7 separate regions of the Mus musculus genome follow, and regions 1, 2, 3, 5, 6 and 7 are each linked to region 4. The links are chromatin contacts, called in public promoter capture Hi-C maps. All regions are on one chromosome and are shown on one strand. The core of a region is the stretch at or near the end of the contact, and the rest is flanking DNA. Distances in the headings are between cores, read along the strand shown.

Evidence for each region. Promoter capture Hi-C pulls out the DNA fragments that hold promoters and counts their contacts. Capture Hi-C pulls out chosen DNA fragments and counts their contacts.
Region 1: a contact with region 4 is called in a promoter capture Hi-C map of pre-B cells, with 4 times the contacts expected there. The contact joins the promoter of Timmdc1 here to the promoter of Polq in region 4. A contact is called at or near these places in 4 of 39 promoter capture datasets (cranial neural crest, frontonasal cranial neural crest, liver and 1 more) and 1 of 115 datasets of contacts at active chromatin or transcription factors (astrocytes).
Region 2: a promoter capture Hi-C map of pre-B cells shows a contact between it and region 4, with 6 times the contacts expected there. The contact joins the promoter of Adcy5 here to the promoter of Polq in region 4. A contact is called at or near these places in 2 of 39 promoter capture datasets (hippocampal neurons and pre-B cells).
Region 3: a contact with region 4 is called in a promoter capture Hi-C map of hippocampal neurons, with 9 times the contacts expected there. The contact joins the promoter of Sec22a here to the promoter of Polq in region 4. A contact is called at or near these places in 2 of 39 promoter capture datasets (hippocampal neurons and pre-B cells) and 1 of 9 other capture datasets (liver).
Region 5: a contact with region 4 is called in a promoter capture Hi-C map of pre-B cells, with 7 times the contacts expected there. The contact joins the promoter of Tmem39a here to the promoter of Polq in region 4. A contact is called at or near these places in 5 of 39 promoter capture datasets (cranial neural crest, frontonasal cranial neural crest, liver and 2 more) and 1 of 9 other capture datasets (liver).
Region 6: a contact with region 4 is called in a promoter capture Hi-C map of hippocampal neurons, with 6 times the contacts expected there. The contact joins the promoter of Pdia5 here to the promoter of Polq in region 4. A contact is called at or near these places in 4 of 39 promoter capture datasets (the 3T3-L1 cell line, 3T3-L1-derived adipocytes, cranial neural crest and 1 more).
Region 7: a promoter capture Hi-C map of pancreatic islet shows a contact between it and region 4. The contact joins the promoter of Arhgap31 here to the promoter of Polq in region 4. A contact is called at or near these places in 1 of 39 promoter capture datasets (pre-B cells) and 1 of 9 other capture datasets (pancreatic islet).

Annotation. Positions count from the first base shown.
Region 1 is chr16:38,521,141-38,524,673 of GRCm38.p6, reverse strand. Timmdc1 (translocase of inner mitochondrial membrane domain containing 1) reads left to right here and starts at 2,011. Exons shown (of 7, transcript NM_024273.2): 1 at 2,011-2,333. The coding sequence starts at 2,140.
Region 2 is chr16:35,152,859-35,156,602 of GRCm38.p6, reverse strand. Adcy5 (adenylate cyclase 5) reads right to left here and starts at 1,739. Exons shown (of 21, transcript NM_001012765.5): 1 at 1-1,739. The coding sequence starts at 504.
Region 3 is chr16:35,362,268-35,365,877 of GRCm38.p6, reverse strand. It overlaps Sec22a (SEC22 homolog A, vesicle trafficking protein), which reads left to right and starts at 1,960. Exons shown (of 7, transcript NM_133704.4): 1 at 1,960-2,054.
Region 4 is chr16:37,009,745-37,013,278 of GRCm38.p6, reverse strand. It overlaps Polq (polymerase (DNA directed), theta), which reads right to left and starts at 1,493. Exons shown (of 30, transcript NM_029977.2): 1 at 1,220-1,493; 2 at 1-172. The coding sequence starts at 1,379.
Region 5 is chr16:38,560,965-38,564,524 of GRCm38.p6, reverse strand. Tmem39a (transmembrane protein 39a) reads right to left here and starts at 1,711. Exons shown (of 9, transcript NM_026407.3): 1 at 1,395-1,711; 2 at 224-410. The coding sequence starts at 336.
Region 6 is chr16:35,489,486-35,492,754 of GRCm38.p6, reverse strand. It overlaps Pdia5 (protein disulfide isomerase associated 5), which reads left to right and starts at 1,882. Exons shown (of 17, transcript NM_028295.1): 1 at 1,882-2,026. The coding sequence starts at 1,991.
Region 7 is chr16:38,711,579-38,714,998 of GRCm38.p6, reverse strand. Arhgap31 (Rho GTPase activating protein 31) reads left to right here and starts at 1,964. Exons shown (of 12, transcript NM_020260.2): 1 at 1,964-2,425. The coding sequence starts at 2,326.

The DNA.
Region 1 (3,533 bases), core at 762-3,261, 1.5 Mb before region 4:
TACACAGAGAAACCCTGTCTCGAAAAACAAAAAACAAAACAAAACAAAAATCAGAGAACAGAAGAGGCGGAGTGTTTCTCTGCTGGTAAAGGAAGGTAAGGTCTGGTAGCTTCGAGAATGTGGGAGGCTGAGTAAGAGAGAGAGTTAAGGTAGAGCGGTGAGATGGACCATCACCAAGGGCCTAGGGAAATTCTCGGTACTAGGTACCAAAGGCAGCTTTTGAGTCTTTGGGGCTAGGATGTAGGTGAGTGGTAGGACACTCGCCTGGCATAGGAGCATTTTCCAGGACCACCTAAATGGAAAAGGGAGCTGAAGAGTTTGTGAAATCTATCTGGTACTAAGGAAGACCTTGTTTGTCTCTACAGGATGTTGGATCCTGGGGACATCTGAGCTATATGTAATGGTTTTTAACATTTTATTTTATGTATTTGAGCACCCTGTCTTCATGCACATCAGAAGGGAAGATCAGATTCCATTACAGATGGTTGTGAGCCACCATATAGTTGCTGGGAATTGAACTCAAGATCTCTCAGAAGAGCAGCCAGTGCTCTTAACCACTGAGCCATCTCTCCAATCCCCATAGGTAAATGATTTTGTTAGTGTTTGCCCAATCTTTGCCCTGTCCTCATTCATGTCGACCCTGATTCTAGAAAGTTCAAGTGCAAAGGATCATTTCCGGGACCTCAAATGTGTCAAAGAAATGCACTCAGCTCTTCTCACAGCTAAGCTAGACAGTCAACACATTCATTTTGTTGGGCTTTCAGGCCCTGGGACCCTAATCCCAGTGACCACCTCTGAAAAATAGACCAAGCAGGCATCAAGCTAGAGCTAGGAATTGGGGTCTGAATAATTCACTCAACATTTAATTACTTCAGGCAAGTGGATCACTGAGATGGAGGCCTGCCTGGTCTTCAGAGCTAATTATGTGACAGCCAGGGCTACACAAGAGAAACCCTATCTTGGACCCTCCTTCCCTCCAAAGAAGATAATTACTTAACATCTACTTCATGGTATAGACTGATTGGTGATTCCTAAGTCCAAATCCAGAGATGAAAGCACAGCTTCAGTCCTCTTGATAGAGATCAGCAAATAGGCAATTATACCACTGCAGTAAATGCTAATGGGGGCTTCATTCACGGCACTTTCCTGAACCTCATCTGTAGAGATGTCCCACAGTCAACTCCCAAATCCTATTACTATATCCTCATGAAAGTTTGTAATCAATCACTTATTTAGGTACTCCGTGGAAGTGACTGTAGAGCACCACCAAGCTGTATATTCATTGTGGTACTTTAACTAGAAAAGAAAAATAGTAGGTGAAAGGGTTTGCAAAGACTATGAGATTTGTGGTAACGACCAATAACTAAATTACACAAAATGATTGGGAATATTTTTACCTTGGTAAACAAGTTTTTTGGTTTTGTCTTGTGTTGAAAGAAACAGGAAATAATAGTTTCAGTTATTAAATGATAATTCTAGATCTTTTGCCTTCTCGGAGCAGTAAGCATACGGATACTTGTAGTGGAGCCCACGTTATGGGGAAAAAAATGCCCACAGCTGATATTTCAAAAATAGTTTTTAAATCTTGGACCTTTTCGGGTGCGCCCTAAGGTTAGACTCTGCTCCGCCCAGGAAGCTCCTCCGGCCCGCCAGGGCGTGGCCTAGAAGCGCATCGCCTACCTCTTTCCCCACTGCGCTTGCAGTGATTAAAGTACTGTCCCCTTCTGCGTGGCCTTCTGCATCTTACATGAGCCATCTCACTTAAGCCCCTGAGCACTTCAAGCTGAGCAGGTCCAGAAGACCAGAGTTACGGGGCGCAAACGCCAAAGGACATCACTGAGATGAAACGAAACGGCCGCCAACTCACTTCCGGGGCTCGACTGATCCCTAACCCTGCGCTACCGAAAGAGCTCTCAGTTCCAGTTTCTACGTCCCGAGCCCCGCCCTCACCCCGCCTTTGCGCGACTAGGGGCGGGGCTTCCGGTCTCCTTTCCGAGAGCTTCCGGAAGTGAGCCGGCTGGGGACCGGATGTGAGGTTCAGTGTCCCCCAACGTGCCGCTAGTGGGCTGTACAGGTCACCCTCTCCCACGGTGCCCGCCGACCCTGGGGTGTCTGTCTCTCTGCGGGTAGGAGGGCGCCATGGGCGCGCCGCCGCCCGCTCCCCGCAGCCGCCTTTGCGGAGCCTGGGGTCCTTTCCCCCGAGTCTTTGCTGCCGGTGCGGTGGCTGCGGATTCCCCAGGCTTTGTGGAGGATCGGGAGCAGCGTTCAGGTGTCTCAGACCCCGGTTCCCTGGAATCCGGATGGGACCGCCTCCGGCAGCTGTTTGCCAAAGAGTAAAAATGTCTCGGGTGTGTGGGGAGGGATGCTCGGGGGACGGCCGCAGCCCGGGCGAGCTCCAGCGCGCGGTCCCTGCGACGCTGAAAGTTCTCTCTGCCCGGATAGTGTCCGACCTGGTTGACATGCAGCCTTCTGAGTCGGATTCACTCAGAGTCACACTCTTAAGACAGTATCGTTCTCGTGAAACCAGTACCCTAACTTTACATATTAGAAAAATTGGATTCATTCGATTATTGTCATGTAGTATCACTGGGAACTATATTGTGAAGTCTACACTAATATTGTTTTTTCGTATTTCGTTTGATTTTTCTTTGTCAGTAATGGCTTTATATACTCCAGAAGCTGGAAGGACAGAGAGAATTGTTAATTTATCATTATTATTTTGCACAAGAAAAAAAAAAAAAACAGTGACAACTGTTCTCCTCCTCCTCCTCTCCGCACCTTCCAGCAGCTCTGCCCCCTTGTTCCCACCTCCATTGTTAAGAACTACTTGTATGTGGGGGTCGGTATTTGGGTATGGGCAGTAGAGTGCACATGCCCTCAGCCAGAGGTGTCAGATTCTCCTGGATCTGGAGTTACCTGGAGTCACAGTTACAGGGGTTCTAAGAACTGAACCCGGATCCTTTGTAAAACTAGTACACGATCTTAGCTGCCAAGCCATCCCTCTAGTCCCCCAACTCTCCTTTTTGAGACAAGAGTTTTGCTGTGCTTGTAGACCAAGCTGGCCTGAAACTCAAAGCTACAATCCATTCTCAACCTCCCAGATTTTGGGATTACAGCCGGGTCTTCTGGGATTCTGGGCCGAGCCTCTCTTTTTTTTTTTTTTTTTTTTCCCTGATGGGGGTTGGTCATCTGCCACAGATGTTACACGCCCAGCTCCATCTCCCTTTGCAGAAGATACTAAAATAAACTATGTGAGGAGTAAATGATTAATCCTGCATTACTTTCACCTGATATTTATTTAACGTTATTCATTTATTAATCAATGGTGAAAGTATCTCTTTTCATGAAGTAGTTTACCATACTACACTGTTATCAAGTGATTATAAATAAATTTGGACAAGGGAGCTGGCAGACTTGTATTTAATAATTCTATTAGTTTCAGCATCTCTTTTTAAAAATTATTTTTATTTTATGTGTATGAGTGTCTTGCCTGTGTGTATGTCTGTGTGCATGTCTGTGTGCCTTCCTGATAA
Region 2 (3,744 bases), core at 490-2,989, 1.9 Mb after region 4:
GCCTTTTCCTCGACGCTCCTCCAGGCCCAGCTCCACCGAGCGGGGGCGCACCTCTGTGCCACCTGCGGCCGCTGCGGCCGCCGCCGAACTGCCGCTGCCGCCCGCAGGGGGCGCCCGGGTGCTGCCCCCTCCAGCCGCGCCCCGCCGCTGCCGCCTGCTGCCGCGACCGCCGTCGTCGCCACCGCGCTCCTGCCAGGCGGACTTAGAGCGGAAGCTGAAGCCGAAGCCCCCAGCCAGAGGGTCATCACCGCTTAGTGGAGGGTCTTCGTCGTCATCGCCACCGCGCCAACGGCTGGCCAGGCGCTGCTGCTGTTGTGGGGTCACCGCTCCCCCAGATCTCTTGGTGGAGCCGCGGGTTGATCCCCCGGGGGCGTGGGGGTAGCCATTGGCGCGGGAATCGGCTTCTCCCCAAGCGGCGCGATGCTCCGGGCCTCCCCGGGGCGCTGGCGACGCCGCTGTCTGTGCAGCGTAGCCCGGGGGGCTCACGCTTTTGGAGCCGGACATCCCCCCCTCGGCCTCGTCGTCTTCTTCCTCTTCCCCCGGGGGCCGGGCCGGGGGTCTCCAAGGAGAGGGCGGACAGCCAAGCAGGGGGACCAGGCTAGGGTCACACGTCGAGGGAGGCCCGGGGCCCTGCGCAGCAGCGGGACATCGTGGCACCCCCGTCCTGAGCGGTGGAGGACAACGGGAAGGCTAGCGGGGAGACAGCGCAGCCCCGAGGTGAGAAGTAGCTACGAATTAGAGTCCAGAGTCCCAGGTCCGAGACGGAGTTGGCTCCGAGCGGTGGCAGTGGGGACAGCTCTGACTGCTGCGCCGGACGCAGAGATGTCCGGACTCCTGGCTCGCGTCGAGCTCAGGCTGGGAGTTGAGGAGCAGGCGGGACGGAGAGGTGTCCTTGCGGGCGGCGCCTCTCCGAAGCTGGCAGTTCCCGGGCGCGGCGCTCGTGGCTTTTGCCTAAGCCGAGAGCAGCGACTCTCCCAGCAAGGTGGCGGCGAGGGCGGCTCGGCAGGGGTCCCGGCACGGAGACGCAGCGGGTGCCCTTTGCTCGCAGCGCACTGGGAGCGACTGGGAGGTGCAGGCTCCTGCCAGCATTATTTTCTTACGAGGGGTGGGGAGGTGGGATGGGGGGTGGAGAGGACGGGGGAGGGGGCGGCGGGCGGAGCAAGAGCTCCGGAGCCCCGGGGAGGAGGGTCCTGGAGCCCGGGGGGGCCGTCGCCCGCATCCCCCACCTCCGGAGGCGCGAGTGGGAGCGTGGCCCCCGCGAAAGGCGAACAGAGCCTCCGGCGTGCCCGCGCAGGGGGCGGGGGCGAGGACCGGCTCCTGCGGTGCGGCCCTTCCCCTCTCGTCTCCTCCTGTCCCCCAGACCCAGCAGGCCGGCCCGTTCCGGCAGGTCCCGAGGGTTGAGTCGCTAGCTCCGCAAGCCCTGGGTTCCTCGTTGCCGGCGGCTGGCCCACCGTAGCCGAGCGCAGAACCACTACGCGGAGGGCGGAATCCGGCGCAGCGCCGCCGCCGTTCTGCCCCAACGCAGGCGGGCTTCTCCCGGGGACCACGGCATCCAGCGATGGAGGGCTGCGGCTCAACAGCAGCCGGCCGATAAGGGCCGGCCGAAGAGCCGCGGCGCCCCGGGGGCGCTCCCGAGGGGCCCGAGGGAGCCCGGCTCCGGGCGCGCCATGCACGCCTCGGGCCCTGCGCCGCTCCGGCCGCTCGCGCCGCTCCTCCCTTCTCGCCCGCTCGCCGCCGCCGCCGCCGGAGCGCCCTCCGCATCCCCTCCTCCCGCCGCCTCCCCGCCCCCCGCGCCGCTCGGGCCTCGGCTCACAGCGGCGTGCGGCCGCCTCCGCCCTCTGCCCTGCCGCCGCCCGCGTCCTGGCCCCGGCACCCCGCGAACATACTCAAGCCGGGCCCGGGAGCCGCAGGGACCCCCGCTCCCCTTCCTCACCTATATTTTCACTGCGCCCCTCCCTCCCTGGTGCCTGGAGCCGGGTCAACGGGCGGATCCCTCGTCGGACCTGGGTAGCGGGCAATCCACCCCCGATCGGGTCCTGCGACCCCAGTCCTATCTCCCCTCTTTTTATTACCCTTTTCTCCCCCACCCCCATTCAGCCCAACTTCAGCTACGGTGCTGCTCCCCCCTTCTCTGGTCCGGCTCTATTGGCCGCTTCCAGAGCTGTCAGACTCGAGTCCGGCGCTCTTATTGGGCGATTCTGTGGCCCGGCGACGGTGCCAACGGAGGGCGCGCCGGGTGGGGGGCGCCCCGACCGCTACTGCCGCAGGGAACTGGAGACAGAGTCCCTAGAGAGGACGGAGGGACCCAGAGCCAGACCCGGAAATGAACTAGGGAGATGCAGAGACTGAGGATGTCTGGGGCACAGAAAGACAGCGATGGAAAAGATGGAGTTGCTAGCAGTGGGTGAGGCCGATGCAGCCAGGGTGGGGCGAGCAGGACCACTTTGGAGCATAGTTACTAAGAGGAAACACCACTGACAGCTGTGGGAACACCTGGCGTTTATAAGGAGCCCTTTGCCTGTTCATGTGTTTTAAATCCCATGTGGTTCTAGTAACAGCCATGGGCTCGGATGGGGGACAGGGCCTGTGTAGCTATTTCCTATTTGCAAATGTGGAAACTGAGGCTCTAAGAACTTAGCCAACTTGGAATACACCACACAGGTCTCCTAACCCACAATCCAAAGATCTTTTCTTCAGTGCTACGCTGGCTTCCACACCTACCCAGATGCTCCCACAGGCAAGCTAGTCTCCTTGCCAGTCAGGGAAGCAAAAATGACCCTTCTGGGAACTCCTGAATAAAGGCAAGGGTAGACAAGAGTAGACAGCTGAGTAGAAGATCTGGGTCTGTCTGCCTCTTCAGCTCCCTTGACCCCCTAAGCTGTCCTAACCGGAGTTCTGGCAGTTTTGCTTGGGGAGGGTGACTTGTATGCTGTCAGCCCCTTCATCCTTCTGCCGTCCTCCAAAGTTGACAAGAAGCCTAGAGGTCCACATCCTCCTCCACTGCTCATCTCCTTGGCAACTGAAGATAAACCTTGCCAGAGCTGCAAACCGGGAGGAGAGAAAAAAAGAATTCCAAGGGATCTGCGTAAACGGGATCTTGAGTAATCCTCCAGCCTTTGAGTAATCTATGGTTGGCTAAGTAGTAAAAGCAACACGAACCTAGCCAGCCAAACCCTATCGCGCTGGAAACTTGCAAAGCATTGTACCGGGCTGGATGCTACCAGGAAAAGACAGCAAACTGGGTCTGGAACTCGTGTAATCAGGGAGGGAGCAAAGCTGGCCAGCCCCTCTGGCTCAGCCACACTCACTAGGCAACAGGATTCCAAGAGCCTGTCAGTGTACGGCAAAAACCATTGTTTCCCTCTGTGAGTACCAAATCGATTCTGGGGGTGCAATCTAGGTCCAGCAGGGAAAGAAGATGGGCAATATTTGTTAAGCTTCTTGGTACTGTAGGGATATTCTATTGTCAGTGTCAAACACCAATAAGAGAACAGATTTAGTTGTGATCTTAATTGGTTTTTCTTTGTGATTTGGGAATCAAGCAACAGCTCGTTCTGGGTAATAGACTGAGTGATCTGATGAGCTACACAGAAGCGCTTCAGCTTTCTAGACAGAAAATGGCTGAAGAGGCAGAATCGGAACAAAGAGGGCATAGCTCATTTCAAAGAAGGTGAAACCGGAGTGGGACTTCCTTATCTTGTCAAGGCTGGCACGTTTGGGAAGTTCACACCTGCATAGTCTCTC
Region 3 (3,610 bases), core at 711-3,210, 1.6 Mb after region 4:
GGTTGGAAAATGCCTGCAAGTGCTTGTTCCTCAGACTTGGTTTTCTTTCCTTTTGGTCATGCTAGGAAGCAACTTCCTGCCTTCAATGCCAATGTGGTGGTTTTTGAATAGCACGTTAGTGGAGTCATGTAACATGTGTTTTTGTGTCTGGCTTATTTTAGTCTTGTGGTGATTTGTATACAGTTGTTGATTGTCGTTCTTTTTCCTTAGACTGTGTGACTAGTCCACCACCTACTCATTCTATAGACATTTTAATACACATGAATACATTTCTGCTGGAACTTTATCTCAGAGTGGAATGCCCTGTTAAGTCATACTAAGAATTACCAAATACATAATTAGTTCAGATCTCCCCTCTGAGCCCTAGGCATACTTATCCCCAACTGCCTCTTGACATTCCCATTTATAGGTCTTCAAATTTAACATAGCCCACATGTTTGCTACACTTTGAGAATCCTAATGGCTTCTTAACCCATCTAGTTACCTAAGGCACCATGTTTAATAGTCTCCTTTATTTTGACCTGCTCCAGAAAATCAGTCCATTAAGACCCATGAACTCCACCTATGATTTATTAATATCTTGAAATTGTCCATCTCTTTCTGCCTCTACTGCCATTATCTTTGTTTAAGCCACCATCATTTGTGGCCTTGACCAATACAACTGCCTCCAAACTGGCCCATCAGTAACCCTTCTTGCTCCCTATCCATCCATCTCCATAAACAGCAAAATGAGCTTTAAAATATGTAAATCAGATCCTACTTAAGAATCTTTATTAGCTCTGTGAATTGATCTTAGGGTGTGTTGCTGAAGTCTGAACTGTATAAAGTAGCCAAAGAGAGTTAGACCTTGCCTCATCTCAGCCTAAACTTCTTGCCCCTACATACTTTCTGCTTTAGGCTTTTTATTGATGAAATTAACCATAGTGACCAAAGGCAACTGGGTGTGGAAAGGATTTATTTCATCTACGAAAAGAAGTGAGGGCAGGAGCTCAAGGCAGGGATCTGGACAGGAAGTGAGGCAGAAGTCATGGAGGAGTGCTGCTTACTAGCTTGCTCCCCATTGCTTGCTCAGCCTACTTTCTGGTACAACATAGAACTACCTGCACTGGGGTGAAGACCGCCCACATTGGGCGGGGCTCTCCTGTATCATCGTCAATCAAGGCAATATCCTACACACTTGCCCACTAGGCTAATTTTACAGAGGGTTTATCAAGATTCCTTCTTCTAGCTATGTGAAGGTTTCTGTCGAGTTGACAGAAACCAACCATCACGACTTCCTAGTACAGTTAAATGCTCACAAATCATGTTTCCAGGGTCTAGAACATTTTTAAGGGTCCCTTAATATACCTTGACCTTAAAAGGTACGTAATCATGGAGCTCTTCCCCGACAGTCCACAACTCATTCATCAATGTACCTATTAGTTTTTCTTCACAGTACCAGTCAAATGTACATTTCTGTAACAATTTACCTTAATGCCTTTTATTCCTATTACACCTTAAAAGGAGTGCTGTGGACATTCCTGTAAAACATGCTTAAGATGCTGCCGACCATTTAATTGACATTCAGCATATCCTTGTTTAATAATACTTAACCTCGTGAAGGCTGGGAGGAGCTACTGAGGCTTTTCTCTCTGTTTTGCTAAGTTTCTTTGTGTAGTGCCTGATGGAAGAAGATCCTTTCCCTGTTCACCAGAGAGAGCTTTTCCTCTGTCCCGAGTGGCGCACGAGAGACAAACTGCTTCCCGACACAAAGCAGCAGGTGAAGGAGATTAGCCTTATTTCCGAAGGACAGCATAATTCTCTTCTTAGAAGAGAAGGCAATCTCCTGGCGCAGGTGCAGGAAAACCTGCCAATCTCCGCCGGAGGAGGCGGGGATAGGGCGGGCCTCGGAAAGGGGCGGGTCTTTGGATGCTTCCCACGGCGTCCGATAGGCCCGTGCGAGCTCCGCCGGCGCCAGCCACGTTGGACGCGGGCATCCCCGCTGGAAGGCCACTCCCGGCCCCACAATGCACTGCGTGGCACGTCACTCCGAGCCGCGGGTCCCGGAGCGACAGGTATGGCCCGGCCCCTCTTTTCAGCTTCCTCTGGGTCTCCCGGAGCTCTGGCCGGCTGCTCGCGCCGCTCTCTCGGAGTTCCACCTCGGCTTGACCGGTAGTTGTCCGAGCCGGAGCTTGGTGGCGGTGGCCTCAGAGCTTAGGAGGACGGGCGTGCAGGGTCCGAGTCCCTGCGACCTAGGGCTGCGAGCCTCGCGGGCGGCGGTTGCTGTTTAGCAGGCCTGTCCTAGGATGGGCGGCTGGAGTAGGGGCTGCTGACGGGGAGGGACGGCCGTCCCGGGCTGCCAGCGAGCCGTAGTGTTGACTCCCTGGCTCCCGATGTCAGCAGCACACCGACTCACTCGGGCTGGTAGGTGGCCCGAGAGAGCTTGAGGTGGCATTCCTACTTTCTTTTGGGCGGGGTAGCTTGTACCCTGTGATTTGTGAAGTCTGAATGGGCGTTGCAGTTGGACATCTTACTCGTTGGCTCTGGGAAATCCCGTGAGGCCCTGTTTTAAAGGTGCTTTGCGACTCTCTGTGGCAGAAAAGAGACCTGAGAAATTGGCTCCACAAGTGGGGAGTCTCCTGCTGCTTAGCTTCCGGGATCACCATCACCTGGGGGCAGGTGGAACTCTTCAGAACCCGCCCCTCCTGTGCTTAACCCTGGGCAGAGCCTGGGTGTCCCGCCAGGCTACACGTGATAGAATCCCAGCGGATTAGTACAACCACCATTTTTTTAAAAAACGGAATCACATTCCATGTTACTGGTACCCACTCGTTTGCCAGTACCGTGAGAAGTCGGTTTCTTAAACAATACTTAGAACTTCTAGTGTGTAAAGGAAGACTTGAGAGCTGAACCTGACACCCGTAACCAAAAGTTACTAAAGGATCGGCCGTTTCCACTTAAGAAGATCACATCAGTTTAGTACTTGATTTTTAGAGACTGGGTAAAGTTTAAGTATATTTTAGTTTGGTGTATGAAAAGACACTAGCAAAGAGATACTTGCCACCTTCCTCTCCATGTAGTAACGAAGCCTGGGTATGTTTAGAGGCAGTGTCTTATAGAGTTATTAGAGTTAGTAACAACTTATTACTTACTAGGGGTTGAACAAATGACTTAAGCTTTTGGAACCTGTGTTTCTTCCAAAGCAAAGTGAAACAAATACCCAACCTTACCGGTTCCCGGAAGGTTCAAATGAGGTGTATGAAGTGGATCTTAAATTCAATTAAAAAAAAAAGATAGGTAACTCCTATAATATTCTGTCATATTGTACCTCTGGGCACTGTAGGCAGGTCATTATTAGAGCTTGCAGGGTTCGTAGTTGGGTGAAATGGATGGCTGCCTTTCTCCAGTCACTTGCATAGCAACTTGTAGCACTATGAACACTGACCAGTAGGGGTGAAGCATATGTGTGCCACAGCATAGGTATGCAGGTCAAAGGATAACCTAAGGTATTGGTTCTTGCCTTCCCACCTTGTTTGAGACAGGGTCTCTTGTTCACTGCAATATACCAGGTGATCTGTCCTCAGAGCTTCTGGGAACTCTTTGTGTCTCCAATTCCCATCTACCTGTAGGA
Region 4 (3,534 bases), core at 244-2,743:
ACTAGATTCTTTCCTTCCAAGACGTGACCAAGCAAAAGGCATTCTGCCTGCCATTCGAACATCTTTCTTACACCAAAACTATGGTATTTCTCCAGAACTGCTTTAGGAAGTCCCCAATTTGCCAACAGCAGCTGGTCTATCTGGTCATCAGAAACTCTTCGCTTGTTTGTTCCTTTCAGAAAAACAAAAACAATTTAATTACCTCCAACATACAAGTTTAGTAGTTAAACCTGTTTGAATTCCTACCAAACTTAAAACACATCTTCACTTCTAGAGACCTATTAAGAAACTGATCCTATACAGAAAAATGCTAGCAATTTTTTATTTACTAGATGAAAATTTGAAAACTCTTAAGAGCCACAAACAAAAGTGTGCTATAGCTGGGCGGTGGTGGCACAAGCCTTTAATCCTAGCACTTGGGAGGCAGAGGCAGATGGATTTCTGAGTTCAAGGCCAGCCTGGTCTACAAAGTTGAGTTCCAGGACAGCCAGGCTATACTGAGAAACCCTGTCTCGAAAAAACCAAAAAGTGTGCTATACACACTGAATAAAAAGTTTGTACAGATGTGGAGGTAGAAGGGTGATTAAGCATTACAAAGCTGTTAGATGAGTTTCTCTTTACGATTTAGTACTGAGGTATCTGCATAACCAAGGGCAAAGAATTATGAAATGCACTGGTGTAGGCCTATAATCCCAACATTTACGGATAAACACCCTTGGTCCGAGATCGAGACAGCACCCAGCCTGACCTAGAGCAAGCCCTTATCTCAAAAAAGCAAACAAGAACTGGGTTAAGGTTCTAAGACAACATGTGCCTTCCAGCTTTGCTCTTTGCAGTCCAAAGAGCCTGCATCCTACACCACACCCAGAAATTTGGTACTTATATATATGAAGTTGTACCACTGGACATTTATCCTAAGCAAACCCTCGACATGGTGACAGGATCTGGCCAACTTGGAAGTTGTTTCTGGGAAGGTGTAAAGACCCAAAAACCAAAGAACGCCCATATCTACTGGGGCAGTGGTGGACTAAAACACCATCAGCTGTGCATGCTGGCCAAGAGGGAAGCCATCCCCAGGGTTGAGTCCCAGGCCGGGTACTGGATAGCAGCCCTGCCTCCAGCTATCCAGCTCCGGTGCGGGAGTGCATGGCCCTGATACTCTCGCAGCCCATCTCAACCCCTGCTGCCCTCGGCCGCGTCGGCCCCGCGGGTCGAGTACCTGTCCCTGTGAGCCTCCGGCCGCGTCCCAGCCCCGGAGGTGGACTCAGCACCGGTCCACACCGGAGCTGAGGGCTAACAAAGCTATCACCATCTCCCGAGAACGTGTCGGAGCCGGACGATGAACGCCGCCGTTTCCTACTCCGGCGCGGAAGACTCATTGCAAACAAGCTCCTCTCGACTGTTCAGGACACGACACAGTCCCATAGGCCTCCCGCGCGGGAGAACCCCAACCTAGTGACAGCTACCGCCTCCATCTTCCCGCCTCCATCTTCAAATGCAGGCCTCCCAGCACGCCCCGGAACCACAGAGTTCTCCTGGCTAGAATAACCCGACTACCATAGAGTGGTGAGGGACGGAACAGCCCGCGCTGATATCTGGCTTCCGGCCTCCGCTGGCGGCTGGGGATAGAAAAGGGGATAGAGTGCTGGAGACATTAAAAGGAACGGAGCATCTGACTGCATTCGTAGATTGTTCTAAAAACATTCCTCCTGTTTTTACTTATTTCTGGTTTGAATCGGAAGCTAATGAGTTGCCCTTATGTGAATAGATTAGGAAAGTATCTCTTCTTTACTATTGTATTGTGTTTGTTTCTTTTTTGTTTCTTCAGATTGTGTAAAAAAAAAAAAAAAAGTAGGGTTTTTTGGTAGAGCGTAATTTGTGCGGTTTTCCTCTTGTCAAATACGTGAATTAAAATAACAGATGGGGGTGGAGTAGAGGACACGCCCGGGTTAAACATTCCAGGCTGTAGACTGGTTCAGTGTCAATTATTTTGGGTTATCTCGGCCCCTTAAATAGCCACTTGTTTGGTCACACAACTCTGTCATGTTCTTGTGACTATTAAGTAAGTCGTTTGGGAATGTACGAATTTGGGAATGTAGCTTCCACCAACCCAAAAGCTAAGCATGTTATATGCATCTGAGCCTTACAGCAGAAGTTTCTCTTGATTTGCTGGATCTAACCTACCTGAAGTTTCCATTAACATCAATGTATCTTTAAACGTCTTCAGTTATAGCTCTCTTTGCTCGGAAATATAAAAACTCTGTAAAACTGCTACCACAAAACAGTATATAGAACAATTTAAATTTGTCCCTGGGGCCATAGTAACTCATATTTGTTCCAGAATAAATTTTCTTATTCCCTCTGAGTTGAGAACTGCACTTCTGTGTTGGCAGTTGATAGGGAAGGGATTATTTCTGCGGTTATATCCTGAGGATTGTATGATCAGAACTGGAGATTCTGGATAGATCCCTTTGGTGTTGAAAGAGGAGGCTCTGAAAGCACATGAGGGGTCATTCTGAACAAGGAAGTTAGTTATAGATGTGCTTTGACCAACTTCTGGACGTAAATCGGTGCCTGGTACTTGCCTAGTTCCACAGTTCATCTCACCAAGCCAACAAGTGGGTGACAAGCCTATCCTGAAGAAATTATGGCCATTGGTTTGGGGGAAGGATGTGGGGAGTGAATTTAGGAAGTGGTTAAACAATATTCTAAAATCCCACCAGAGGGAGGCATTACTCCATGAAAGAAACGCTTCCTTCCTTTATGCATTTATTCACTAGGAAATTATTGGGCATCAACAGTACACTAGTCTCAGTGTCAGTGATGCAGGGTGGAACGCTTCCTGCTCTGAAAGATACTGGTACAAACATTGACTAAATTAATTATTAATTTAAATTGTGACTACTGCTCAGGGAGAAATTCCTAGGAACAGAGGACTATCAAAGGAATCCTGACTTATAGTCTCAGTGGAAACTAAAAGTCCAGCTGTAGACCTACACAGTCTGGGTCTGGGTTTAGAATGTATTGACTGTGCTATCTTGGGCATCTTGCATAACCCCTCAGTATTCCCACATCATATGAGAAGAGTAGGAGTCTATTATCTGTGGATGAGTATACAGAATGCTGAGACCAGGGCTGCCACATAAGTTCTGTTCAGAGAAAATTACATTACATATTTTAACAAGCCCTAATAATAATTCAAGACTGTAATGAAGAAAGAATAAGCCAGAGAAGTCTCTTACGATTAGCCCATCGAATACTAACTTACTTTATTATGTGAACCATGAGGAGATAAGAAAGTCCACTGGGGAAGCATTGAAAGGGATGGTCTGTGTCCTGCCACAAGCCTAAACTACGCATTCAAATCTTCAATATTTATTCCCAGTATTTTTTAAGTCTTCAAAACTAAACCCAAAGCTACTTCTCAAAAATATCACTACCATATACCTGGCCATAAACCCACACTTCGGGAGGTTGTAGGCCCCAATAAGCAATCGACTGGTGTTGAATTGCTAAATGGGCATGTTACTTTGC
Region 5 (3,560 bases), core at 462-2,961, 1.6 Mb before region 4:
AAATGGACACTTCTACTTTGTGGTCCCTGCGTAACATCATTCTACCTGCAAAGAACTCTGAAAAGTGAAACACTAAGTTTTCAGTCTTCAAAGGCAGAATTCCTACTTCAGTGATAAGTTTGATAAGCAAACATTTGAATAGAATTATTTTGTATTAGTCTCACTGATAACAGGCTATTACAAATCATGCCAAGTGTTAAGCATAGAATTATATGTTCTTTACCTGTTCCTCAAGCCCGTCCCATTGCCACAGCCGCCGCCGACCAACGTCTGTATGGAAGGTAAAGCTGACCGGCTTAGCTGCTGCCGACTGGGACCCCGCCTTCTACTGGGCATGTCCAGGAACCAGGTAATTTCCAGTGCCACCTGAAGTTGCCACCCAGGCTGATGACTGTCAACTTATTTCAAATCTGAATAATATTAAAAAAGAAAGAAAGATTGTAACTTTTTCTAGAAGTCAGTATAACAAGCAAATGTTAAAACTCAGTGAGCAGATCTTATAAAATCCAGATTGAATTTTCAAATAAATGTTCCTGTCCCTATATACTGCTTGGATCTGGGGTAAGGTCAGAGGTTTAAATTCTGAGCTCAGCTGTATTCAGCATTAAGGCAACTCCCGGCTGGTGTCTTGTCTTGCTGACTTTTTCTTAAATAAAACAAGACTACAATCTACAAGGTGGCATTCTACAAGAAACACCACAACTTACTCGATTCTAATTTGCAATTTCACATTAAAATCACTTGAAATACAGGAAATATCTCTGTCCAAAATATGAGGTTGTTATCAAGGAATCTGACTAAGATTTGCCGCAGGTTTCTGACCTTGACCAAGTCATTTAACCAGAGTTTGTTTCTTCATTTCACTCAAATGGTTGCCCGTTTCAGAAAAGCTTCTGTAAAACCGCTAAGAAATTAAATGAACGTGCAAAATTAAAGGGCTAAAGAGATCTTCAGGGGGGAGGTGGGCGGACGACGACATTATGTTTTCCTCAATTTCGGCAAACATGGTTCTGCCAACATATACCACGTATTTCCTAAATACGACTAAAAATACTCTGAAAAAAAAAATTTTTTTTTTTGCTTAACATTACTACTGTAGAGGGATCCGAGGTTCCCTAGTCCACTGTAGGCTAACAAACGCCAGGTGGGACAAAGACTCCAAACTGTTAAAGGCAAAGAAAGCTGATCCCTGCTCAATTAAAGAGAAAGTACGGTGAGGGCAAAAGGCTGGGGCGCATCAGCGTAAGATTGTTCGAGGTGGAAGGCGAGAAACCACAAACTTGACTGGACTAAACCTCCAAGACGGAATCACCTAGTGGTCTCAGGCCGGCGGCCGAAAGAGCCGAAGCACGCCAGGGCCGGCGAGATGACAAAGCAGGTTAAGTAAAACTCACGCATGGGACAGGCTGGCCACGGAGAGGGATCCCTGGGAGGAGGCGGCGGCTTCACAGCCGCGACCCCGGGCACCCAAACTCACTCCCTCCTCTAAAGCGCTCCAAAAACAGCTGCCGGGACGCAGGCAGGATCCCACTGGACAGTCGAAGAAAGCTCTCGGGTCGCTAGGTTACCAGACCCAGACCGGGAGTCCGTGCCAGAGCCAGAGCTAAAGTCAGAAGCACAGTCCGACCCCATCACCAAGACTCATCATCCTCAGCCTCCATCGCCCGGGAGCTGAGGAGACGTGGCAGCGCACAGCGATGACGTCAGCTCTGCGTCGCGCTGGCCCCCGGAAACAGGCTTGCGGCCAGCAGAGCTGGCTCGCCCTCCTCCCGGCGCACCTGCGCAGTGGGACTCTCCGGCGCCCGGGCTTTCCGGCCCATACGTGCCCGGCGGAGTTTTTCTGTTTGTTGGTTAGTTTGGTTTTTGGTTGTTTTTTTCCCCAAATTTTCCCTGGCTCCAGTCAGCTAGTGTCTAGAGAAATGCTTGGAGAAGAGAAGGGAAATTCGGAGATGCCACCTAAGATCACGTCTTTCATATGCAAACGACTGTGACAAGCACGTCGGACGCCTGCCCCTTGCAGGGACTGAATATTAAATAATGAACTAGGTAGATAATAGAAATAAAGAATGAGTTCTAGAAAAGTTAAGTCTAATAAATAAGAGAACGCAGCAACAAGCTTCAGTAATGCTGTTAAGAACAATAAATTCACAGTTAGAAGTATATCTGAGCAGAGCAGTGGTGGCGCACGCCTTTAATCCCAGCACTTGGGAGGCAGAGGCAGGTGGATTTCTGAGTTCGAGGCCAGCATGGTCTACAGAGTGAGTTCCAGGACAGCCAGGGCTACACAGAGAAACCTTGTGTCAAAAAAAAAAAAAAAAACGAAACAAAACTACATCTGAGGTCCAGGGATGGCACTAGTGCCAATACTGTAAAGGGTCTGAAGCTCCAAAGATGAGTAAGCTGTTTTCCGAGGACAGTACGTGGTAAATAAAAAGATATGGAGTCTCAATTGTACAGCTTACTTTACCATGCTGAGTTCAATCCCTAGCCTTCACCCTACCCCCCCCCCCAAAAAAAAGATAGGCAGCCCAATGTTGCCCAGAACTGTCAGTAGTTTGATATCAAAATGAAGCAAGCCTGATAGGGCTGGAGAGTTGGCTCAGCAGTTAAAGAGCACTGAATGGTCCTGAGTTCAATTCCCAGAAATCACATGGTGGCTCACAACCATCTGTAATGGGACTTGATGCCCTCATCTGGTGTGTCTGAAGACAGCTACAGTGCACTCACATATATAAAATAAATAAATCTTTAAAGTAGAAAAAGGTAAAATAAAGAAGAATAAGCCTGGTGTGCCGGTGGAGGCCAGGGGGATGCAAATTATAACTACATTGAGATGCCATCTCACCTCAGTCAGATTTGCTATCATCAAGAAAAAAGATAAATAGATATAAATAAATCAAAATGTTGGCTAGGATGGAGAGGAGAAGGATCCTTACTCACAGTTGGTGTCAGTATAGAAAGGTGTAACCACTGTGGCCTTCATGATGGAGGTGTTTGAAAATGAAAACAAACAAAAATCACAATGACAGGACCTGGCTGTACCAGTCCTGACCATATGCACCCAAAGATAGTTGCACATCCATGTTTACTACCGTTTCATTCACAACAGCAAGGAAATTGAGTCAGTCTACATGTGCATCTTCAGATGGGTGGATCATTAAAAAACCCACGATGGTTTTTACTAAGCTTTAAAGAAAAATGATGATAGAACTGGAAAATATTATATCAAGTAAGGCAACAAGTTTGAAAAGAGAAATGCCACGTGTTCCCTCACATATGCATATTGTTTATGTGTGGGGGGTGGGGTGGGGGGGCATGTGAATGCCAGGCCAAGAGTGTGGAGGTCATAGGACAACCTTGGGTACTTTCCACCTAGTCTGAGACAGTTCTCCTTGTTATTGGTTGTTTCGTATGACAGGCTATGTGGCCTTTGAGCTTCTGGGGAGTCTCCTGCCTCTGCCTCCCATCCTCCCACAGGCCTGCTAGAATCAGATGTCTACTACCACATCCAACTTGGCATAGCTCCTGGAGGACTCCTGGCCTCACGTTTGCATCACAAG
Region 6 (3,269 bases), core at 633-3,132, 1.5 Mb after region 4:
CTGGGGACTTACCCCAAAGCAGCACATGCAACAATTTCCTGAATAACATTGATGAAACAATGAGATGGTTGCTACAATGTGGCAGTTAGCTCCCATGTACAATGTGATGGTTGCTACTGTGATGCTGTGAGCACTCCTGACACAAAGTGATGTAGGCTTGTGTGTTTGTTTACACACAGTGTTTCTGGAAGGCAAGACAGCTAAAGACTAACAATGGGTATGCACTAAAGGTAAGGAGTAGACACCTGGAAACTGGGGGATGAGAGAGGCTTTAGACAGCTGGCAACGTTTATTCAGGGAATATCTCCCAACTCCTCAATGTGCACTTCCTCTGTCCATTTTATTATTCTCCATTTGCATCCTTATGACGGAGTAGTTGTCCAACAAACATTCCTAAATGAAGTGACAAGCTGATGGTGCGCGTGACAAAGAGGATTCAAAAGAGGATTTTTTGTTTTGTTGTACATAAAAGACCTGTCTTATGTCTATGGGTGTTTTTTTTTTTTTTTTTTGTTGTTGGTTTTTGTTTGTTTGTTTTTTGGGTTTTTCGAGTCAGGGTTTCTCTGTATAGCCCTGGCTGTCCTGGAACTCACTTTATAGACCAGGCTGGTCTCGAACTCAGAAATCCGCCTGCCTCTACCTCCCGAGTGCTGGGATTAAAGGCGTGCACCACCCTACCCATATGTAGGAGTACCACAATCATATCTTGTGCCCTTGGAGATCAGATACCCTGGAATTGGGGTTACAGGATGGTTGTTAGTTGCTATGTGGGAGCCAACAGCAGCAAGTGCTCCTAAATAATGTACCCATTGTCCAGCTCCCATTTTACATTTTTTGTTCAGGTAATTAGCATTCATTTAACATCAATTAACTATTTAAATGATACAGTTTGGTGGCATTTAATACATTCATAATGCTGTGCTGCTTCCCCTTTTATCTAGCTCTGAAAGATTTTCATCCTCATCAATGGATTTCTGAACTGAAATTCCTTTCCTCCATTCCCCAGGTCAGAGTAATCTGTTTACACAAAATGCAAACAAACAAACCAAAAAAAAAAAAACAAAACCAAAACCATTTTTTCCAATTTTTGTATATTTTATATAAATGCAATCATACAATATACAACATTTTGCATTTGGCTTTTTAAGAATCAGCATCATATATTTTTGATATTTGTTAACATGGTTGTGTGAATTTCTTTTTATTGGATGAATAGTATTCCGTTGTACCGGTGTATATCACATTTTCTGTATTTGTCTTTTGAGGATATTTAGACTCACTCTTTCTTTCTTTCTTTCTTTCTTTCTTTCTTTCTTCCTTTCTTTCTTCTTTGACTATCATAAACAGCGCTGCTAGGAACATTGGTGTGCTAGTACTACTTGAACACACTTTTCGATTCTTTTGAGTATATGGTTAAGGAGTAAGGGGATAGTGTGGTGATCTATACTTAATATTTTTTGGGCTCTCTAAATTGTTTTCCCGACACCTCAATAATGTTTTGTCAAGGGGAAAAAAAAAGCCTCGGGAGCAGATGGCATTTTCCATCCTCCACAGGCCATCATAGACTTTACAATTAGTACCTACAGTCAAATGACTGGAATTCTCTGGGTTGCCTGCTAATCCTCGGGGTGGGGAAACTAACTTCTGGGGGCAGAGTGAGTTGTTGGTTCTGATTCTGCGGGCACAGAGCAAGGCTCCTTAGTGAACAACTGTCCCTACTCCCCAGCCTCCCTGCCCCCCATCCTCACAGCTGCTACTCTGCGTCCTCAGGCAAAGTCCGAGGCAGAGGCATCCCGAGCTTCTCGTGAACTACAACTCCCGGCAGGCTCCTTCCCGGGCCGCCTCTCCTAGCCTGGTGCGCATGCTTTGGCAGACGTGGCACCGGGAACTCGGAGGCGGGGAGCGGCTGTGAAGTGGCCGTAGCTGTTGGCCGAGGTGGAGCTGGCAGGCGTGCGCGGGAGCCGGGTGCAGACGGCAGGAGGCGGCGGGGATGGCGCGGGCGTGGGGGCTGCTACTGGCGATTGGGGTGAGGCTGTGGGCCGGCGACACGTGCGTCCCGCATGGCCGTGGGAGCGCGCGGTCCGGGTTGGTTGGGGGCGTGCTCGCCGGGTGGCAATAGGGTCTTTGGTCCTCTGCTCTCCACTGGGGCCGGGCCGGGTGATCCCTCTCTCCGGGTTCGCGCTCCCGCACAACTTTGCGGGGACGCAGGTCTGGGATGTCCTTAGCCTAAGCAGGACTCCCCGGGCGGTGCTTGCACCTGTGTGAGTGTGGGGTGGAGGCTGCCTTCCACTTGCGCAGCAGGAACACTTGCTCGTGGGTTGGACCCCCGGAGAAAGGGCGCGTGACGGGTTGGGTGGGGTCACCACCTCCAAGAGTTCTGCTCCCACGGTGATGCCGGCTCCAGCCCCGGCCACTTTCGAGCTGTGTGTGTGGCGCCCTGGATCTGTAAACGTGTCTGCGTTCCTTCTATGAGATGGGAAACCGTAAAGATACCCGCTAAGGAGGTTGTCAGACGGGTCGGCTGAGGAGTCGGTGGAACCAGCTCCGGAGACTGCAAAATGATACCGGAGTGATACAGAAGTGGAGGAGGGGTGAACCGTGGTGCAGACTATGTGGGGATGGGAGGACTTTCCCGAACAAGCATCCCCCGAGAAGAAGTGGGGACTGGGGACGGGTTTGCCCCTGGGGCTGAGGTGTGGTTGTGGGTGTGTGACAGGATGTAGTTGCCTTCTTCCACATCTCTCTCGTAACTTCTTGTCTCCCTTGTGTTGGGTCCATCTCCTTATGGCCACCGCCACTATCACCAAGTTCGGAAGACTTACTTGCCCCTACCACTCCACTGTTTTCCCTTTGGGTGTGGCAAGGATGCTGGGCAGATGGGGGGGGGTGTGGTGGAAAGGGAGGGGTGATTAGATCTAAACGCTTGAACTCCGCAGTGCCCTGTCCTTTGGGATCACCAGTTAAAGGAGTGACATCGAGTTTTCTGTTATGTGGAAGAAGGTGTCAAAGGAAGCTCCCTGTTCCCAGTTCTGCATCCTCCGTCTAGGAGAGATCTAGTAGGTTACCGCGAAGCTTTGGGGTGCTGGTGGTGTGCCATGATGTTTGACATAAGTTTCCTGGAGCCAGTTGGGCTGACTCCCATCAGGATGTCAGTCCTTGAACTCTGAGGGAGGAGGGTTTTGCTTTCTTCCTTTTTCCCTCCCTTCAGTAAAAACAAGAGCCCAGGGGACTGACCTTTTACTCTGTAAACATTTATCAACCACATTGTT
Region 7 (3,420 bases), core at 715-3,214, 1.7 Mb before region 4:
AGCCCGAGAGAGTTGCAAGGCTAAGCACTGCAATGGAAAGGCTCTGCGGCATATATGAGCCTATTCTAGGGAGACATGTCATCTTTCATGAAGGTTCAGTGTCCTAGTTCCCTTCCCCCAGGCAAAACGACACGGGAGCAGGTCAGGGTTGCTCTGGGTAAAAGCCTGTAAGCCTAAGAGCTAATCCTGTACATGGCTCCTTTACCTACACACTGGGGATTTGACCTCTATCTCCACTCTCATTAATATGGGTGGCCTATTTGCTCTTATTAAAAGAAAAAGGGGGAACTGTGGGAAGCCGCCCCCACATTCGCCGTCACAAGATGGCGCTGACATCCTGTGTTCTAAGTTGGTAAACAAATAATCTGCGCATGAGCCAAGGGTATTTACGACTACTTGTACTCTGTTTTTCCCGTGAACGTCAGCTCGGCCATGGGCTGCAGCCAATCAGGGAGTGATGCGTCCTAGGCAATTGTTGTTCTCTTTTAAATAGAAGGGGTTTCGTTTTTCTCTCTCTCTTGCTTCTTACACTCTGGCCCCAAAAAGATGTAAGCAATAAAGCTTTGCCGTAGAAGATTCTGGTTGTTGTGTTCTTCCTGGCCGGTCGTGAGAACGCGACGAATAACAGACAGGCAGAGGTGCCTCCAAACTAGAAGGCTTGTCTTGAAAGCCAGCCGCCGTGTCTTAACGTATGGCACTCCTTGTTTTACGAGAACGCACTTGTGGTATAAGCAGAGCTTCCTTCCCACAGGAGACGACAGAAATCCAGCTTTCTTACGGAGAAACATCTTAATTCTTTAGTGTTGGCTAAATTTTTTTTTAAACAATATGTTCCAAACAAAACACATCTGTAGGCCAAATTTGGTAGGCTGGCTATCAGGTTATGTCTGGACATAGAGAGAAGGTCAGAGTTCAAAGTTCATAAACTGCCATGATGGCTTTTAAGAGGAATCAGTAACTAAAATGCAACACATAATACTTTTGCCAGCTATATGAATGTACCTACCCTTCAAGCCTATATATGGATTTGAATGGATGCAGGAAGTTTAATCTAATCTTTGAGTTGTCAAGGCACAAGACTTTAAGTGTTCACTGTGTGCTGAGTACACACGAGTCAAGGAATTCCAACTAAAGCAGGAAAAACATGCCGGGGTGAAAACATACGCCTCAAGTTTTAAAACAACCTGGGAGACTGGCAAAATGTCAGCGCCCCTTAAATCTTGGTTTCTTTACTCAAATCTCTTGCAGTTAGTAAGATCGGGATGTGTGTGTGCGTGTGTGTGTGTGTGTGTGTGTGTGTGTGTGTGTGTGTGTGCCTGAACTTGAGTTTGTAACTAGAAATATAACTTCTTCCTGGGCAGTGGTTACAAAGCTGCACCTCTCTCTCGCCCGAGGGTATCCTAACCTCAGCGTGGGAGAGGAGACGTCTGGGCTTCAGGGACCGCAGACCCAGGCAAAGAGAGATGGGAGTGGCCAACGTAAAGGCTTTGCCGGTCAGGTTTCTGGAATCCCAGTCTTTGTTACTGTCACTACACTTAAGTGTCGACGGAGGAGAAAGGCAGGCACTGAAATAGAAAGTGTCAGGACTGGGATGACAAGGAGAGCAATTCCATGAGCACCCATCCCGAGCCCTCCCTGCAGAGTCCGGCGCCGCCTCCTGCGCTGTGCAAAGAGCCTGACTGGCGGCAGGAAGCGGGCGGGCGGCCGCGGCTCCTCGCGAGGCCGATTTCCTCCGGGACGGCCCTGGGCGATACTCTGGACTAGCAGAGCCACTTCGGGAGAGCGCGATCTCTCCCCCAGCCCGCGCAGCTCAACCCACCCACTTACTTCCTTCGACTGCACTCACAAACACACACACACACACACACACACACACACAGCTGCCAAAAATTTCCAACCTCCGCCCCCCTCCGGAGCTGACTTCCTTCCAGCGCTTCCTGAGCTGGACGATCCTGGGATTTGTAAGACAGGAAAAAAGGGACGGCGCAAGGGCGGGCAAGGGGACGTGATGCTGGCTGTTCGCGGTCCTCCAGCGCTCTGAAGGCAGAGCGCGGGCCTAGGGCGGAGCACACTCAGCCCCGGGGCGGTCCCCTAACCGCCGCGCCCCGGCCCCGGCTCCTCGCAAGGCTCAGCCGAGAAGCGCGGGGAGACGCCGCCGGAGCCCGAGTAGGGAGGTGACACCCGCCCGGGGCGGTGCACGGCCCAATCTGCGCGCCCATGCGGACCCGCGGCGCCGCTCTGCCCTGGTGACCCGACCCCGAAACCCTCATCAGCGGTGCGGAGCAGAGAGCGCAGACGGAGGGGCAGCCTCTGTGGGGCTAACTCATGAAGAACAAGGGTGCCAAGCAGAAGCTGAAACGAAAGGGAGCCGCCAGTGCGTTTGGATGTGACCTGACGGAGTATCTGGAAAGTTCGGGACAGGATGGTAATGTACCCCCCCCCCTTTTTTTTTTTTGTTTAAGAGCGATGGATTTCTCTTGGGGTGTGCTGGATGCAGTTCACAAGTTAATGTGTTCCAGGCTCGTGCGCTCACTGTACTTTAATAGGAAAAAAAAAAAAAAAAAAAAAAGACAGTTCTTAACCACATCGCCTCCACCCCACAGTGCAGGAGCTGGGTCTGTCCATCCGACGTGTCACAGGAGCGGTGGATGAGCAGTGGTGTAGCTGTGGCGTTTACTGGCCATTTCTGAGGCTGAAGCCCCGGGAGGGAGGCTCGGGTCTTAAACTTTGGGTATTGAAAGGGAAAGATGAGGGGGTGACTGACGTGTGGTGAATCTCTCTGGATGTATCATTGTGATCATCTTAAATGTGCCTCCTGTACTGGAAGGTTTCACCGGCTCACATCCTTTTTTATTAATGTGGTAGGAGGCAGTGTGCTGGGGGTGGGGCGGGGAATCCTGGCTGGGGGAGTGCTTGCACAAACATTTTCTGTATTTCTGAGTTGATGCCAAATATACAGTACCTCCCCCGACCCCCCCCCCACCTCACCACCACCACCCTTTACCTCCTCCTGCCTTTTCAGAGGGGCCTTTGGTGTGTCCTGCGAGCAGTGTGTCGTAAGAAGGTCAGAGGGCCTCAGCTTTAAAAGAGTTTAGGATATAGAAGAGCGTCTCTGGTTTTTTTTTTTTTAAGTCAGCTTGGAAAAAGAAAAAGAGGAGCCAGTGGAAACAGTTTAAACATTTGGTGGGTGGGGAAAAATGAAAACAAACTATACTGGGATAACACCGTCTTGGAGGGTAAAAGTTTTTAATATAGCAAAGGTGGGGGAATGGGGCATGAAATGACTCCTTTTGTAAAGTTGACTGGTTCTGGACTTTAAAAAAAAAGGCTTCTTTGGAAACTTCAGAGAAAGAGAAAAGAGCCCACTACACATATCTCATATCTATCATTATACATAGATAAATACAACAAAAGAACACT